Linked DNA regions of Mus musculus: regions 2, 3, 4 and 5 are each linked to region 1. Evidence: chromatin contacts called from public promoter capture Hi-C data. All regions are on one chromosome and are shown on one strand. The core of a region is the stretch at or near the end of the contact, and the rest is flanking DNA. Distances in the headings are between cores, read along the strand shown.

What was found. Promoter capture Hi-C pulls out the DNA fragments that hold promoters and counts their contacts.
Region 2: a promoter capture Hi-C map of liver shows a contact between it and region 1, with 3 times the contacts expected there. The contact joins the promoter of Osbpl7 here to the promoter of Abi3 in region 1. A contact is called at or near these places in 4 of 39 promoter capture datasets (the C10 cell line, hippocampal neurons, liver and 1 more), 1 of 484 Hi-C or Micro-C datasets (B cells) and 1 of 9 other capture datasets (liver).
Region 3: a contact with region 1 is called in a promoter capture Hi-C map of liver, with 2.4 times the contacts expected there. The contact joins the promoter of Acsf2 here to the promoter of Abi3 in region 1. A contact is called at or near these places in 2 of 39 promoter capture datasets (liver and pre-B cells).
Region 4: a promoter capture Hi-C map of pre-B cells shows a contact between it and region 1, with 2.6 times the contacts expected there. The contact joins the promoter of Mrpl45 here to the promoter of Abi3 in region 1. A contact is called at or near these places in 1 of 39 promoter capture datasets (pre-B cells) and 1 of 115 datasets of contacts at active chromatin or transcription factors (pancreatic cancer cells).
Region 5: a contact with region 1 is called in a promoter capture Hi-C map of liver, with 2.6 times the contacts expected there. The contact joins the promoter of Tbkbp1 here to the promoter of Abi3 in region 1. A contact is called at or near these places in 3 of 39 promoter capture datasets (the SN4741 cell line and liver), 1 of 115 datasets of contacts at active chromatin or transcription factors (pancreatic cancer cells) and 1 of 9 other capture datasets (liver).

The regions. Positions count from the first base shown.
Region 1 is chr11:95,841,070-95,843,895 of GRCm38.p6, forward strand. Abi3 (ABI gene family, member 3) reads right to left here and starts at 1,370. Exons shown (of 8, transcript NM_025659.4): 1 at 952-1,370. The coding sequence starts at 1,077. It overlaps Gngt2 (guanine nucleotide binding protein (G protein), gamma transducing activity polypeptide 2), which reads left to right and starts at 1,599. Exons shown (of 4, transcript NM_001038664.2): 1 at 1,599-1,726; 2 at 2,743-2,826.
Region 2 is chr11:97,049,494-97,052,193 of GRCm38.p6, forward strand. Osbpl7 (oxysterol binding protein-like 7) reads left to right here and starts at 1,327. Exons shown (of 23, transcript NM_001310509.2): 1 at 1,327-1,460.
Region 3 is chr11:94,600,476-94,603,175 of GRCm38.p6, forward strand. Acsf2 (acyl-CoA synthetase family member 2) reads right to left here and starts at 1,311. Exons shown (of 16, transcript NM_153807.2): 1 at 1,168-1,311. The coding sequence starts at 1,295.
Region 4 is chr11:97,314,409-97,317,276 of GRCm38.p6, forward strand. Mrpl45 (mitochondrial ribosomal protein L45) reads left to right here and starts at 1,308. Exons shown (of 8, transcript NM_025927.4): 1 at 1,308-1,531; 2 at 2,339-2,516. The coding sequence starts at 1,466.
Region 5 is chr11:97,148,740-97,151,614 of GRCm38.p6, forward strand. Tbkbp1 (TBK1 binding protein 1) reads right to left here and starts at 1,336. Exons shown (of 10, transcript NM_001372531.1): 1 at 1,252-1,336; 2 at 623-876; 3 at 206-328. The coding sequence starts at 847.

The DNA of each region.
Region 1 (2,826 bases), core at 120-2,619:
CATGCTTGGCTCTGCTATCCAGAGCTGGGTGACACACACACACACACACACACACACACACACACTGCTGTTTTCGCATTCATCTACAGGAATTATAGTCTTTGTTTCACATGGTGGCTGTGAGGGTGGGCAATCATAAAGTCCTCTCTGCCCATCTTCCTTCCCCAGGAGTCAATGTTATATGAGCAAGACTACTCCAGGGTGGAGTGGAGCTTAGCTCAGCAGAAGAGGTTTTCCCAGACAGCCCTGGGCTCCCCTCCCAATGCCTTAGAAACTGAAACAAAACGACTTGACACAAACAATGGCCAGGTGAGGTGGTGGGAGCCTGTAGTCCCAGCACTGAGGGAAGGCTGAGACAGGAGGATTGTAAATCTGAGGCCAGCCTGGGCTACAATGAACTCAAGGGCAGCCTGGGCAACAGTGAACTCAAGGTCAGCCTGGACTACAGTGAACTCTAAGGCAGCGGAGGCCACACAGTGAGACGCTGTCTCAAAATCCACACATTGTGGAAAGGTCTGCGGCTGCTCTACAGTGCCTCTCATTTCCCAGCAGCCAGACTGGGAGTCCCCTGCCTCTGCACCACACCGCGTTCTTTCCTCAGGGTCTGCTCCGACTCTCCTCTGTTCCCCCTCAAACATCAAGGGACAAACCCCTTTCCCGTGAGTGGGAAGTGTTCTGGTTCCCCTAGAGCCAGCTTAAAGACAGTCCCGGCACCTGTGAGAGGTAAGGTGTGAGAATCGATTATAGATACAGCGTTATACACATACCCTCTACCTCTGAGGCTATGGCCCGAGAACAAGGGCTATGGCTTTTAGGAAGCTTGGGGATTGCGTTGAAGCCTGAAGATTGCTCAGCCAAGGCAGGAACAGATACCTGTCAGATGACCCTACCAGAGGGACTATGCTGCAGGTCCCTGTGAGGTGTATCCTGACCTGAGCCATCTCCACTTACCTGCAAGTAGTTATCCTCGCAGTAGTTGGCCACCCGTAGCAGGGCGCTGTGGTTGCCCCGCAGAGCCTCCCGGCCCGTGGGGATATCAAACTCCTGCAGCTGCTGTAACTGCTGCAGCTCCGCCATGGCTTGGCCTCGGTGGGGTTCCCTGGGGAGCCTGCTGGGTTTTGAGCCTCACCCTGCCCCTGATTGGCCGCTCTGCCTTCCCTCCCTCTGCTTTTGGTTTCCTCTGCGTGAGAGACTCAAACCTGCCTGTAAAGGGGTAGGCATGCTCATTCCGGGACAAGAGGAAGTCAGACCCTGGGCCCTGGGCCTGGGCCTCTCTGTACCCTGCTCAGGAGAAGGGGGAAACCAGGGGCCTGTTGGGGGCTCGGTCTCTCAATCTCACCAAGCAAAGGAAGCCAAGGTCGGGGCATCTGTGATTGCTCCCTGGTCCTGGAGAGGAAGCTAGTTGATGGGGGGATGGGGTAGTAGAGACAGGAGGAAGGGGCTGGCCTGCTATGGGGGTGGATTTTCCACTCATGGAAGAGGGGAGGAAAGGGCAGAGGGTGGGGGCTTCCTTGGGAAGCTTGGGATGAGTCACCACGGGATTGGGGAGTGGAGGGTGGATAGGATATGGAGATAAGTCATACTGGGGGGGGGGGGGTGGGGCTGGGCTGGCAGTACAGCTCCAGTGGTAAACAGCTCCCGCAGCAGCAAGAAGAATCAGGGTTAGACACCAGGAAGACACAGCTAGAGTTGCTGAATAACTGTGGGCAAGCCTGTGAAGGGTCAGGTAGGAAGTCCTGTGACCAGTATTTGTGCCTAATGATGGTAGGAGAAGGTGAAATTGACCAAATAACTAGTACAGGGACTCGGATCAGCAACAGGAAGGCCTTGGATGTGAGACAACACTGGTCCAGATGGATGTGTGGGCTGGAGGCAGCGCTGGTGAACAGAGCGCTGAGTGCGTTAACCAGGAGTTGGAAAGTCCAATGGTTCTGTCTTAAGCTTGAGTTCAAGGAGGTCCCAGATGTGAGTGGGGGGGATTTGATTCTGCATCTGGGATGGCTTTACAGAGCCCCTCCCCCTCCCAGTCTGTCATCCTCCTGGCAGAAGAGGAACCTCTCTAACCACACTGGTTCCTTAACATTTCCTCAAGAATGTCCCTTGCTATTGGACAAATGTCAGCCAGAGCTCTGCTAAATGTCATAGTGGTGTCAGGTGGTCCTGGGAGAGGCGAAGGGAAGGAGCAGGCTGTAAGGGGAGTGTCGGGGACTGAAGAGAAGGGAGTTCCACACTCCAGGGAGGACACGGAGGCCAAGAAGCAAAAGACATGGCATTAGGGTGGACACGGCCACTGGATACTAACTGTTGAGCATTGGAACTGAGGGTGTGTCTTTATGGAGTGAATGCAGAGTGAGCCTGAAGACCCTTGTGCAGTGAAATTATGGAACCCACTAATGGAAAGCACAGGGGGCTTCAGGAGGGAGAAAGCTAGGAGCTGTTGGCATGGGGAGGAGCAGGCTTGGAGCAGGCTTTGTGATGGAGAGAGACAGGCTAGTGGGGCAGTAGGCTAGAGGGAAGCTGTGGGGCGGGGAGAAGGGGTGTGGTCACTAAAGGAGAGAGGCTGATGGAGTTTGCTCCGGGGGCCCACAATGGAGATGGCCTGTTTTAGAACGTTAGTGTCTGCTGTGGATGAGCGGAGGACTGACTGGGAGGCTCAGCTAGAATCAGGACTTAGCACCCTGAGCTCATGATCAGCTTAGGCAGCAGAGATTTGGCTTTGCCAACCATCTGTTTCATCTGAAGATTTCTCAGCTGATGAGGCGCTAGGAAGTTCAAACACCATTGTGTCTGGGTCCTGGACCGGTGATCTGGAGAGAGCTCTAACAG
Region 2 (2,700 bases), core at 77-2,576, 1.2 Mb after region 1:
TCTCACGTGCTTTTCCTTACGAAGGCTGGGGGAACTAGAGTTCTCATGTAATAGGAGCCCTGGGGGCTATGGCAGGAGGCCCTCCCTGAGTCTTGGGAAGTGGCACCTCCCGCCTGTGGCCTGCCACTGTTCTTGATCCTGAGTGGATCAGGGTGAATGTGGAGTGACTCCTTAGCATTCCTTCCCAGACTTGGAGCAGTGCCGCAGCGTCTTTAGTCCTGGACAGTTGGAAGATCTGCAGCAGCTATCCTCTGGCCTGGGCCAGGACCAGCTTCCCACAGTCCCCACCTCTGCAGATGCCCAGGGATACTCAATCATTTAAAAGGCCCTTGAGGCTCTGGATGTCAGAGTAGCTCCTCCTGGTGCCACTTTGCCTCCAGAGGCCTGCCTGGTGCTGCCCACTGCACCCCTCCCTCTTGGGAGGCTAAATCCATGCTGAGGTTTTGAAGGGAGCCCAGACAGCAGGTACTGCTGTGGTGTGTAAGACTTTGATGTCTAGAAAGGTGGAGCAGACGATTGGCCCACATCATCTCTGCAGCCACACAAGAGCCTTCCATCATACCAGAGCCTGCTGGTGCTACCATTTCTCAGGCACCAAACCTGTTAGTCCGTGCTCATCCATTTGGGAATTGTAGGTCTTTCTCATAATGTAATTCTTGATTATTTCAGCAACTGAACACAGTGGGGTAAAGGTGTTTGAGGGTCAGGGGAGGGGCCCCAGCTAGTCTTTGTTTTATAACTGCCAGCCCATGACTGCATAGCTGCTCCCACCTCTCTGCATCTCTGCTCCTAGAGACTTGCTGCACCCATACTTCCTGATTGCCACGGACTGACCTGGTAGGGCATTGCTCTCAATGAGGAGCCTCGGTGGGGCTTCAGCTGTCCCTCTTGCCTGCTGACTGTGCTCCTGGCACAGATTGTCATGTCCCAGAGTATGTGGGGGTGGGGTGGGACGGTGTCTCTGTCCCTTCCCAGTCAACCTGATATCTTTGCTGGTCCAAAATATGCCATCTATTTCAGGTGTAATTGAGAGGCAGGGTGAATAAGGAAATGGCCTTGAGTGTTCACTGGGGTCAAGGCCATGTTAGTCTGAATAAAATCCTTTACCTTCGATGGCTTGAAGCCAGCAGTTGTTCAGTCCTCTGAAGCATGTGGAACTATGCCCAGTGGGGATTGTGCCCCTCATTTCCAAGTCATTTGGTACCACTCCGTCCTTAGTCCTCCCGAGAGCAGGGGGGCAGAGCTGAGCGGCAGCCCGGAGCTTGGCGGGAGGAGGCAACGGAGGAGGGGCAGGTGGGGAGATCCGGCTGGAGGGGAGGCTCCGACGTCTCCTTCCTTCCTGGTTCCTGCAGTAGCTGCTGCAACTGCTCAGTTCTGTGAAGAGCTAGCCGGTGACTCGGAGACAGTCTCAGGCACAGCAGCGTACGGATCAAGAGGCTCTGGCGTCCATGGATCCTGGGGTAAGGGGGCCTTGCTGTCACGGCCTGACATTCCTGGGAAGGCTTCCTCTCCTCTGGAGCTGGTGGGTCTACTCCTCTGGTAAAGGCGCTGAGAATGGGGGTGGTTAAGGGGGGCACTCACCTGTCTCACTCCACCTCTCCTTCCTACCGGTAGATACTTCCCACCTCTGCGGGGGGGCCAGCAGCAAATGGCCAGGGTTCTAGCGGCCAGGACAAGGGCATAGAAATACCCCAGCACCGGAAGAGTTTTGAAACTTTAAATGGCTGAATGCAGGAGTTTCCCCTTGGGCCAGCCTCTTGTAGCCTGGTCCCTTATGCTGTGACCTCCTGGCCACACTCACACTGTCCCTTCCCTGCCCCTTCTGGGCCTCAACTCCTCAGGTGCTTGCTAGCTGCATGAAGCTCTGAGCTGCTTCCCCAGACACAGGGCAACATCACTCCTCCAGTCCCTTCCCCTTCATACACACACACACACACACACACACACACAGCGCTCATGCATTATTGATCTCCTGGCGGAGCCAGGATGGCCAGAGCCGGTGCCAAGGACGCCTGTGGGCACTGCCTCGGGACCTGGGTGGACCACGACATGTTCTTGGCCACCTCTTCTCCCACCCACAGTGTCATAGCCGGTCAGTGCCCTGCTCCTTCTGGGTGGGAGGTTTCTCAGGAACACAGAGGACTAACATGGTAGCAAGGGGCTGGTAAGGCTTTGCAGGGAAGAGAGTCCAAGGTGGGTATTCTCGGCGTGTCTGGGTGTCTGGTGAGAGGAGGCATGGGAAGATGGGACTGTCTCAGGCCTCAGTTTCCCCATGCAGAAAATGGGAGTGAGAACTGACAGCTATAGGGGGCCAGTTAGTAGAAGTTTGAGAACAGTTGTGCCAGAGGGGTGGCAAAGCCACAGATGTAGGCAGAGATACTGGATGGGGAGGCAGCTGAGCTAAGGAGATCTTGCTCACCAAGTCTCTGAGCCCCCCCTCCCCCCTATTTTCTTGGACTCTCTTCTTCCTTCATTCCCCAGCCTCACAAACACAGAGTGTTTCCTGGATTCCTGGGTGCATGTCCGGGACAGAGGCACACATTGGGTGCAGTGGCCACAGTGGGGGTTGGGTTGGGCGTAGCTGCCCAGGCCCAGGGGTGGTCAGGGAACTGGGGGTGTGGGGATGTCATGTGAGTGGAGGATGTGTGTCTCGGTGTGGGAGGGACCAGCGGTGGGACGGTGGGACACATGGCAGTATGG
Region 3 (2,700 bases), core at 61-2,560, 1.2 Mb before region 1:
GCTCTCAGAACCTGAGAGTTCCAGCCAAAAAGACATCTTCCAACTTGTCCGTCCAACTTCTTCTCAGGGGGGCTGTCTTTTGATTGGGTGCACAGGGTTTATCTGTTTAGCCCCAACTGTCCTGGAATTTACTTCATAGGCCAAGCTGGCCTTGAACTCAGAAACCCTGGCTCTGCCTTAAAGGTACACACCACTACTCTCATCGGCCTTAGTAGTGTCTTTTAAACTTAGTAGTGTTTTCTGAGACATATTCCTCTTTCTGCCGTGCCTCCACTATTCCTTTCCAAGACCACAGCCTGCACAATAATACGGACAACAGGCTTAGTAGTTTGCCCTTCCGTGCGGTAGAGCAGGATAGGCGATGTGCATACCTACTGGACGCAGAGGATACCACCATTCACCTTGTTGCACAGCCAACTCTCCCAGCTTGGCCTTTCCCCAGCAAGCTCCTGCAGTCCCCTCCGTGTCTGGTCATATTAGATTTATTCAGCCAACTCTCTCCTGCCAACCCCTTTCCCAGATCTTGCACTGAAGACAGATGAAAAAATGGGCCCAGAAGTGGTAATGACTGAAAGGAGGAAGGAAGCCGGGCAGTGGTGGTACAGGTCTTTAGTCTCTGCACTCAGAAGGCAGAGTCAGGCAGATCTCTGTGATTTCAAGGCTAGCCTGGTGTACAGAGCGAGTTTCAGGACAACCACAGCTACAGAGAGAACCCTGCTCCAAAAAGTAGAGGAGGTGGTGGAGGAAAAGAAGGAAGGAAAAGAAAACAAAGGAAGGAAAGATCTGTTATACTCAGTGCCCTGTGGACCCCCAAACGGTCCCCACATTTTTCACGGGAGTTAATACAGCTGAGAGAATGCCCTAGCAGTATTCAGCTCTATTCCTCGGGTGTACTGTTAAAAAGCCTCCACTCCTGGCTCTGTGTACCACATGGGACGCATACAGAATTCTGAACTAGAATTTGAACTCAGCCTGGGACTCCTGTGGCTATGAGCAGCAGCCCCAGATCCCGGGCAGGCCTGGCTTTTCCCTTTGCCTAGGTGGTAGGGTAGTGTGTGTGAGGGCTACCCAGAGTGGGGTCAGCCCCTGCCAAGCACTGCAGAACTCCCAAGTTCCCTTCTCGGGACTGCCCAGCCCCCTCTCTTTTCGGAATGCTGCTCGGGGTACCTGAGAGCGCGGACACTCTGCAACTTCGAGTTCGGCCGAGGGCGAGAGAGCAGCGTCCGGGGGCCCCGCGCCCCCAGGCTCGCGATACACAGCCTCCCGAAGCGCAGCATCCCGTGATAGACAGCCATGGCTCGCTTCCGCCGCGGGTCCGGGCCGGGAGTAAACTTTGAAAGTGAACGAGGCGAGGGTAATTAAGAAGCGGACGGGGAGGCGGGAGGGTCGCTCTGCCTATGGGGTGAGGAGGACTGGGTCCCCGCGGGGCGGGGCGGGGCGGGGCGAGGAGAGGCCGGGAAGTGGCGACTCGGTCCTGGCCACCTTTGCGTGGGAACTGCAGCCCTTCAAGCCCGCCCTCGAAGTCCCGCCCTTGTCCCCCCTCCCCCTCCCGGGGCTCCCAAGACCGGCTCTGCAGCACAATACAGGGCCTTCCTGCAATCATCACTCTAACTTTGGAGGGCCTAAGAGTTTCATAAACGGGAAAACAATCAACAGTCTATATAGAGCCAGATGACAATGCCTGGACTGGTTGGTCCCACGTGCCCAGTAGGGCTTGGGTCACGTGGGGACTTCCTGGGTGCTGAGCTACAGGCCAAAGGAATCTGCCCCGAGTGCCCCTGAGGCCTGCCAACTGGAGCAGAGGGCCTCTGGGGAGAGGAAAGGTAGTTGGGACCTACCGCTCTGATGGGTAAACCCCTCTGTATTCGGAGACCTCCGGGGACCAAGGTGCTAGTCTGGCCAGAGGCTAAGAGTCAGCTTTACTTCGACCTTGCATCCTCCCCACGACTCTGAGAAGAGTACCAGGTAGACAAGATTAGGTGGCATCAGGGACGCGTCTGTTGTATCCTACCTTCCCTCTTTCTGCTCTAGCCTGAAGCCTTAAACACAATTTCCTCAGCTGCTCCCCTAGGCTCCAAAGGACCCTGACTTTGTGACTCAACCCTCTAGCTGTGCCCTTAGGAATGTATTCTAACGTCATCCAAGGAGGATGGGTGACAAGATCTACAAGAGGTGAGTGCTCAGGCTGTGCGCTGGGTGTCCAAAGATGAGTACACTAGTCCTCCACTTTCTAGCTCCTCGTTGTCCTGAACGATCTGGGAAAGAAGAGAAGAAAGGCCCCCGGCCGGGTGGCTTCCCTTCTCCTGACTTGGAATGAAGAAAGCCAGGCAGAGGAACAGTTGGCGGAGGGTGGAGGTTAGCCTGGTGAACCTTTGCCTTGATCTGGTTCAGCTGGGGTCATGACTAATACAGCTACTCCTTCTCTGATCTCCAGAGTGACCAGATATCTCTCTCTTTCTCTCCCTCTCCCTCTCCCTCTGACAGCTTTTTGGAAAGAATCTGTGTTCCGTTGGAGAACAAGTCAAGAGGAGAGACTTTGAAAAGCTGGGCTTGAAACGGCATGATGCCCTCCAAATCAAATGTATACAGTGGTTTCAGACAGCCAGGCCCAGGGAGTGAAGGGTGCTGACTGGTATCCCAAGTTCAGGAGCCAAGCCCTGCCTTGAAGGCTTGGTGGATGACCCTGGACAAATCGTTGAT
Region 4 (2,868 bases), core at 58-2,557, 1.5 Mb after region 1:
ATTTATTTAATGTAAGTACACTGTAGCTGTCCTCAGACACTCCAGAAAAGGGAGTCAGATCTTGTTACGGATGGTTGTGAGCCACCATGTGGTTGCTGGGATTTGAACTCCTGACCTTCAGAAGAGCAGTCGGGTGCTCTTACCCACTGAGCCATCTCACCAGCCCAGCAAGGACTCTTAACACCTGAGCCATCTCTATAGTTTCTATTTTCTTTTTTAGTTTTTGTTTGTTTGTATTTTTCTGAGGGAGGGTTTTCTCTGTGTAGCCCTGGCTGTCCTGGAACTCTCTTTGTAGACCAGGCTGGCCTCGAACTCAGAAATCTGCCTGTCTCTGCCTCCCGAGTGCTGGGACTAAAGGGGTGCGCCACCATGCCTCAAATTTTCCAAAACAGCTAATCAAAAGTAACAGTGACCACCTAAGAATCCATCTCAGAGTGAACCAAATCATATTAGGTACTGATAGGGAATTAGCTTGCAGTAGCCGAGAAACTGAGCAGAGGCCAGGCAGACATGGGTTAGGATGTGTTACATAGTCTGTGTGGCTCCAGGATGACCTGGTTATCACACTGGGATTCCTTTAACCACTGAATGTGAAGCGATTTTGGAGTTGTTAAACTCTATGTACCTGACTCTCAGTTCTGCCAATTATTTGTTTAAATTTGAATTACATATTTAGTATCTCTGGCCCAACCATATATGTAAAAGCAGGAATATTTATTGCTTGTGGTGAGGATTAAGTTGATATATGTAAAATGCTTAAATTGCCAGGCGCCTAGTAAACAATTTTGAAATACCAGTTATTACCAAATTTGGTAAGTGGTATTTTTGGAAATGATATGTTTTGGGAAATGACAGATTCTTGTTAACCCACGTGCCTTTTGCTTTTCAGTAATCACAGCGGTCAGCTTCCCTAACGGAAAGGTATGAAAGAATTTTCACATAGAAAACTAGGTTGGTTAAAGGTTTAAGGTTATACTGCATTTTGAGGTCAGAAACACACCCAGAAACTATCATTTTCGCCCTAAATACCTCCAGTGAATTCCTTGTAATGAAAGAAAACACTTATCTTAAAGGCTTCTGATTTCAGAGGGAAGCACTTTTTCGTTTTTTTCACCGATTGTAAATAAGGTGTAACAATGTGTTAAGGAACCAGGAATGCAGCAACCAGAGTCCCACAGAAGCCTCCTGCGCAGGCGCAGCTGGCTCTCCCCGTCTCCGACTGGCGCGTGACAGCCGTGCGGTTTACCCTACTTCCAAAGTGGTTTCATTGCGCACGCGCGAACCCACTGCGCGTGCCCGCGCGCCCCTCCCCTGGAGAGCGTGCGCGTGCGCGCGACTCACCTTTCGGCCTGGGGCGCGCGCCCTGGAAAATTCCACTCCCCAGCTCGCTCCGCCCTCTGCGCCTTTTCTCCGGCTCGGTGATCTGCGGCTAGGCTAGCATCCCGGCGGCCTTTGCGCGAGCAAAATGGCGGCCCCCGTACCTCGGGGCTTGTCCTCCTTATACAGGACTTTGGGATGGTGGTCTCGGCAGGTGGGTAGAAATGAAGCGAATGAAATTTTTAGGGACACAAAGAGGAGGATAGAGTAGAGGGGAATAATCATGCTGTGGGCGTTGCTGAGTTTGGACCATACGAGTCAGACTTCATCTGGAGAAGAATTTGAGGTGTATGCGATCCCCTCTAGACAAGTCTCTCTAGACAGCCTAGACGAGGCTGAGCATTAAGCTTCTTTACGTTAATTCTAGTCTTTGGAGAGAAGATGTTAAAAAGGAAAGTAATGGCTTGGAAGATGAACCAGCTCTTTTACATTCTTAAAAAATTTTTTTTTGAAAAGGATAGGAGTTTTGTCTTATCCTAGAGGGAAAAGGTCACCTGACTTCGTAAAAGTTTATTGGTCAGTTAGGAGCTAGAAGCAATTTGCTTCTGAAAAAGCAAAACAGAAGTGTGGGGGAAATGCCAGGGAGATCTTGTTTAATGCTTTAGTAATAGCATTCCACTCTTTTCAGAAATGGGTTAAGTGAGGTTTACAATTAAACTGAAAGTTCTTTGGCACTAGGACCTCTGCTTTAATCATCTCTGTATACAGTAGTACTGCAGAATGTATTAAAGGAAAGTTTTTACTGTTGATTGATGTGAATACAGGTTATTAATTGGCTTGTGGCAAAAGCCATCCCTAGGTGTTCAAAAAGTAATATCGTTTCTCCATAATAGTCATTTCATAACTCCTGAAGCATTCTTTAATGGGATGTCTTTCTATAAGACTTTGCAAACAGTTTGCTCAAGATAGATTTATCCTTTCCAAATCACCTATACGCTAACTTTTTTTTTTCATCTCCCAGCCCATTCTGGTGACTCAGTCCACAACTGTAGTTCAAGTTAAAACCAAAAGCCGTTTTAGACCCCCAACTCCTGAACCCAAGTACAAAACAGAGAAGGAGTTTTTGGAGTATGCCAGGAAAGCGGGATTGGTCATTCCACAGGAACGGTTGGAGCGCCCTATACATTTGGCCTGTACAGGTAAGGAACTATTTCTGGGATCCTGGTTCAGTTCTCTATTGTCAGAGGTCTGGTGTATGCTTTAGACTCTGATTGATAGCAATAAATTAACCACTAAGTGGGGCTGGAGATATGACTTAGCGGGTAAGAGTACTGACTGCTCTTCCAGAAGTACTAAGTTCAATTCCCAGAAACCTCACTACCATTAGTGGCTCACAACCATCTGTAATGGGATCCGATGCCCTCTTCAGGTGTGTGTGTCTGAAGACAGCTATAGTGTGTACTCATATAAGTAAGTCTTTTTTAAAAAGATTAAAAAAAAGAATGAACCACCAAGTTCACCCTCAGTAATGATTTACTTTTATAAACTATA
Region 5 (2,875 bases), core at 86-2,585, 1.3 Mb after region 1:
AGGCCCGGAGAGGTGTGCCAGGGTCAGGACCAGCCTTGACAGGGAGCAGAGGGGGCTCCCAACCTCCCCAACCCTATTCCCAATAGAAACAGGAAGCGCTGAAGCTGATTTAGGGAAGGCGGGGGCAGGGCGGGGTTGAGGGCAAAGTGAGGGAAGCAGGAGGCTAAGGGAGTGGGGTTGGCTGGGAAGCGAAGCAAGGGCTTACCTCGTGTTGGAATTGGTTGAGTCGTTGCTGCAGACTGACCTTCTCCACCTCCAGCAGGGAGCCATCCTTGAGTTCATACAGAGGGAAGCCATGCTCCTCTCCAAAATCAGTGATCAGCGGATACTGTGGGAGGGTCGTCCTCTGAGAAGCCTGGCTTCCCATCCCAGGACCGCTCTGTCCCCCAACCCCACTGCCAGCTTCACAGGCGCCTCTCCCCGCCCCCTCCAATGGGACCCACCACTCCAAAGCTGGGCTCCTCCTCCACCCCTGAGATTGGCTGCAGGAGCAGAGCTCCTCATCCCCAAGGCAGCCACTTCTTCAGGGACCAGGCAGCCTCCAGTGCTGGCCACCTCTTGGGACCCTCCTGCCCTTGCAGGCAACTACAAGCTCAGCTCGCCATCACATCTAGGTTCTGACCTTGATCTCATAGACTTTGAGGCGACGGCGGAGGGTGGCATTCTCCCTCTCCAGGCCTCCTAGCCTTTCCTTGATGTCTCCGTAGGCTGTGATGAGGGCAAAGTGGGAGGCAGAACACATGTCCCCTCCCAGGGACGGGTCTCCAGGACCATCCAGCCACACCTCACTGGGCCCCAAGGCCTCTTGGGTCAGGATGCTGATGTCATCTTCAAACATGGACTCCATGGTAAGGGCTTCAGCCCACCCTGGGCCTCCTGAGAGTGCAGGAACAGAGTAAAGAGGACCACCTGCTCTTTGTTCCCAACTCTTCCATGCTGGTCTGAGGAACCTGTGGTAGCTGGGGAGCTTCAGCCAAGAGACAGATCTCACAACTAACTCTCTCTCTCTCTTCTCTCTCAAGTTTCTGCCCTATCCCCTGCTGTGACTGCTTATAGAAGGAAATGGAACCAGATAGACGTCATGAGTGGAGTGGGGGACAACTGATAAACAGGACCAAGGATCAGGGGCAGGGAGGAGAGACCTGTGGACAGATGGGAGGGAGGGCTGCTGTCCCAGCATTGGCACAGCCCAGAACCTGCCTAGACTACTCGGCTTGGTCTCCTCCCCAGACCTCCCTTTTCCCCAAGTACCTCGACAGCCGCCAAGATTCCCATCCCAGGCCTCTGTCGCCTGCTCCTAAGGAAGGCTAGTCCCGCTAGGCAGCCTGGCCTCTGTGGCCCCCGCCCAACTTCCTCCCGCAGGATCCCAGAGTTCAGGAAAAGGAAGTGCCTCCCCAAGTGCGCCGGGGCTGTGGCAACCGTCCAGGCGCAGACCTACAGGAAGTCCTTGGCTGAGTGTCAGAGGCAGCAAACTGGGCAAGGGGGCCTAGGAGAACCGAGACCATTAAGGGAGACTCCAGCTTGTCCTATTGTGCCTGCACTCAGGGAAATGGGGAGCCCTGGGAGGGGGGCAGGAATGACTCAGGGCTCCCAAAACGAGTAGGCAGCGAGGGGGTGCGTGTGTACATCTCCGGGCCCTTGTTTATGAATGTGTGGCTGTGGCTGCCATGTGGGGGGGAGTGTGTGTCTGTGAATGAGTGTAGGTGTGCCGCCGTCAATGAGTGCTTTTGCGGGGCGGAGGACCGGGGTCAGCGCGGAGTTCGGGAGTGACCAGAGGTTGTGTATGTGTGTGTGTGTACGTGTGTGTGCGCGCGCGCGCGTGTGAGCACGCGTGCGTGAGCGTGTGGGTAGGGTGGGCACGTTCGGGCCGAGTGTCACGTGAGGCACTATGGGAATGTCCGAGGTGTGTGCGCGCGCTGGAGCGTGTGTGCGCTCCGGCGAGGGGGCTCGGTCCGAAGGCGCGAGTTCCGACAGTGCAGGCCTCGGGTCCCCCATCCCCCAGCCTCGGCTAAGTGCCGGAGCGACAGACGCGTGTGACAGGTCTGAGTAAGGAGCGTGTGCGCGTGTTTGAAGGGCTGGCCCCACCTTTAACCCTCTCTTGCCCACGCCACCCCTCCCCCTACTCTGCCGACCAGAGCTCACTACACACCCCACCCCCATCCCTGCCCACGATCTCCGGCCATCACCCCCACTCTCGAGGACTCCGTGTCCCCACACACCCCGGCCGTGCGACCCGAGCTGCCTTCCTCCGCATCCTGGGGCCGCGCGCCGAGCGCCCGCGCAGGCTACTGGGGAGGGGGCGCCCGTCCCCGCCTGGCCCCTCCGGCGGCCCCTTTAAGAGCGGCTCTTTAAACCCCCTCGGGCTCGGCGGACAGAAACTGTCGCCCCTCCCCTCTGTGGGGCCGAGACCGCGCAGCCCCCTCCCCCACCGCGGCCGGGCTCCGGGCGGGCTACTGAGCGGCAGCCGCCCCGCAGGCCGGAGGCTGCGGGCAGCGGCGCAGGACCCTTCCCCACTCTGCTCCCGGGCGCAGCGCCCGCCCACCCGCGCCCGGGCCCCGGCCTCCCGCGCCCCAAGCCGCCCCGGCCCGCCGCGCCCCTCCCCCTCCCCCAGCCCGGGCCCCGGCCCGCACTCACGGCTGCCGCGGGCTCCTGCTCGCAGTCGCAGCGCACCCCTCCGCCGGCTCCCTCCCCTGACGGGCCCCAGCGCCCCCACCCCCTGGCACCGCGCGCCGCTCCGCGCCCTGCCGCCGCCGCCGGGTCTCTCCCCACCCCCTCCCCTCCCCTCCCGGCCCCCTCCCTCCCGCTCGCCCGCCCCGCTCCTCCTCCGCCGCCGCCGCCGCCGTCTCCTCCGCCTCCTCCTCCCCGGCTGCTCCGG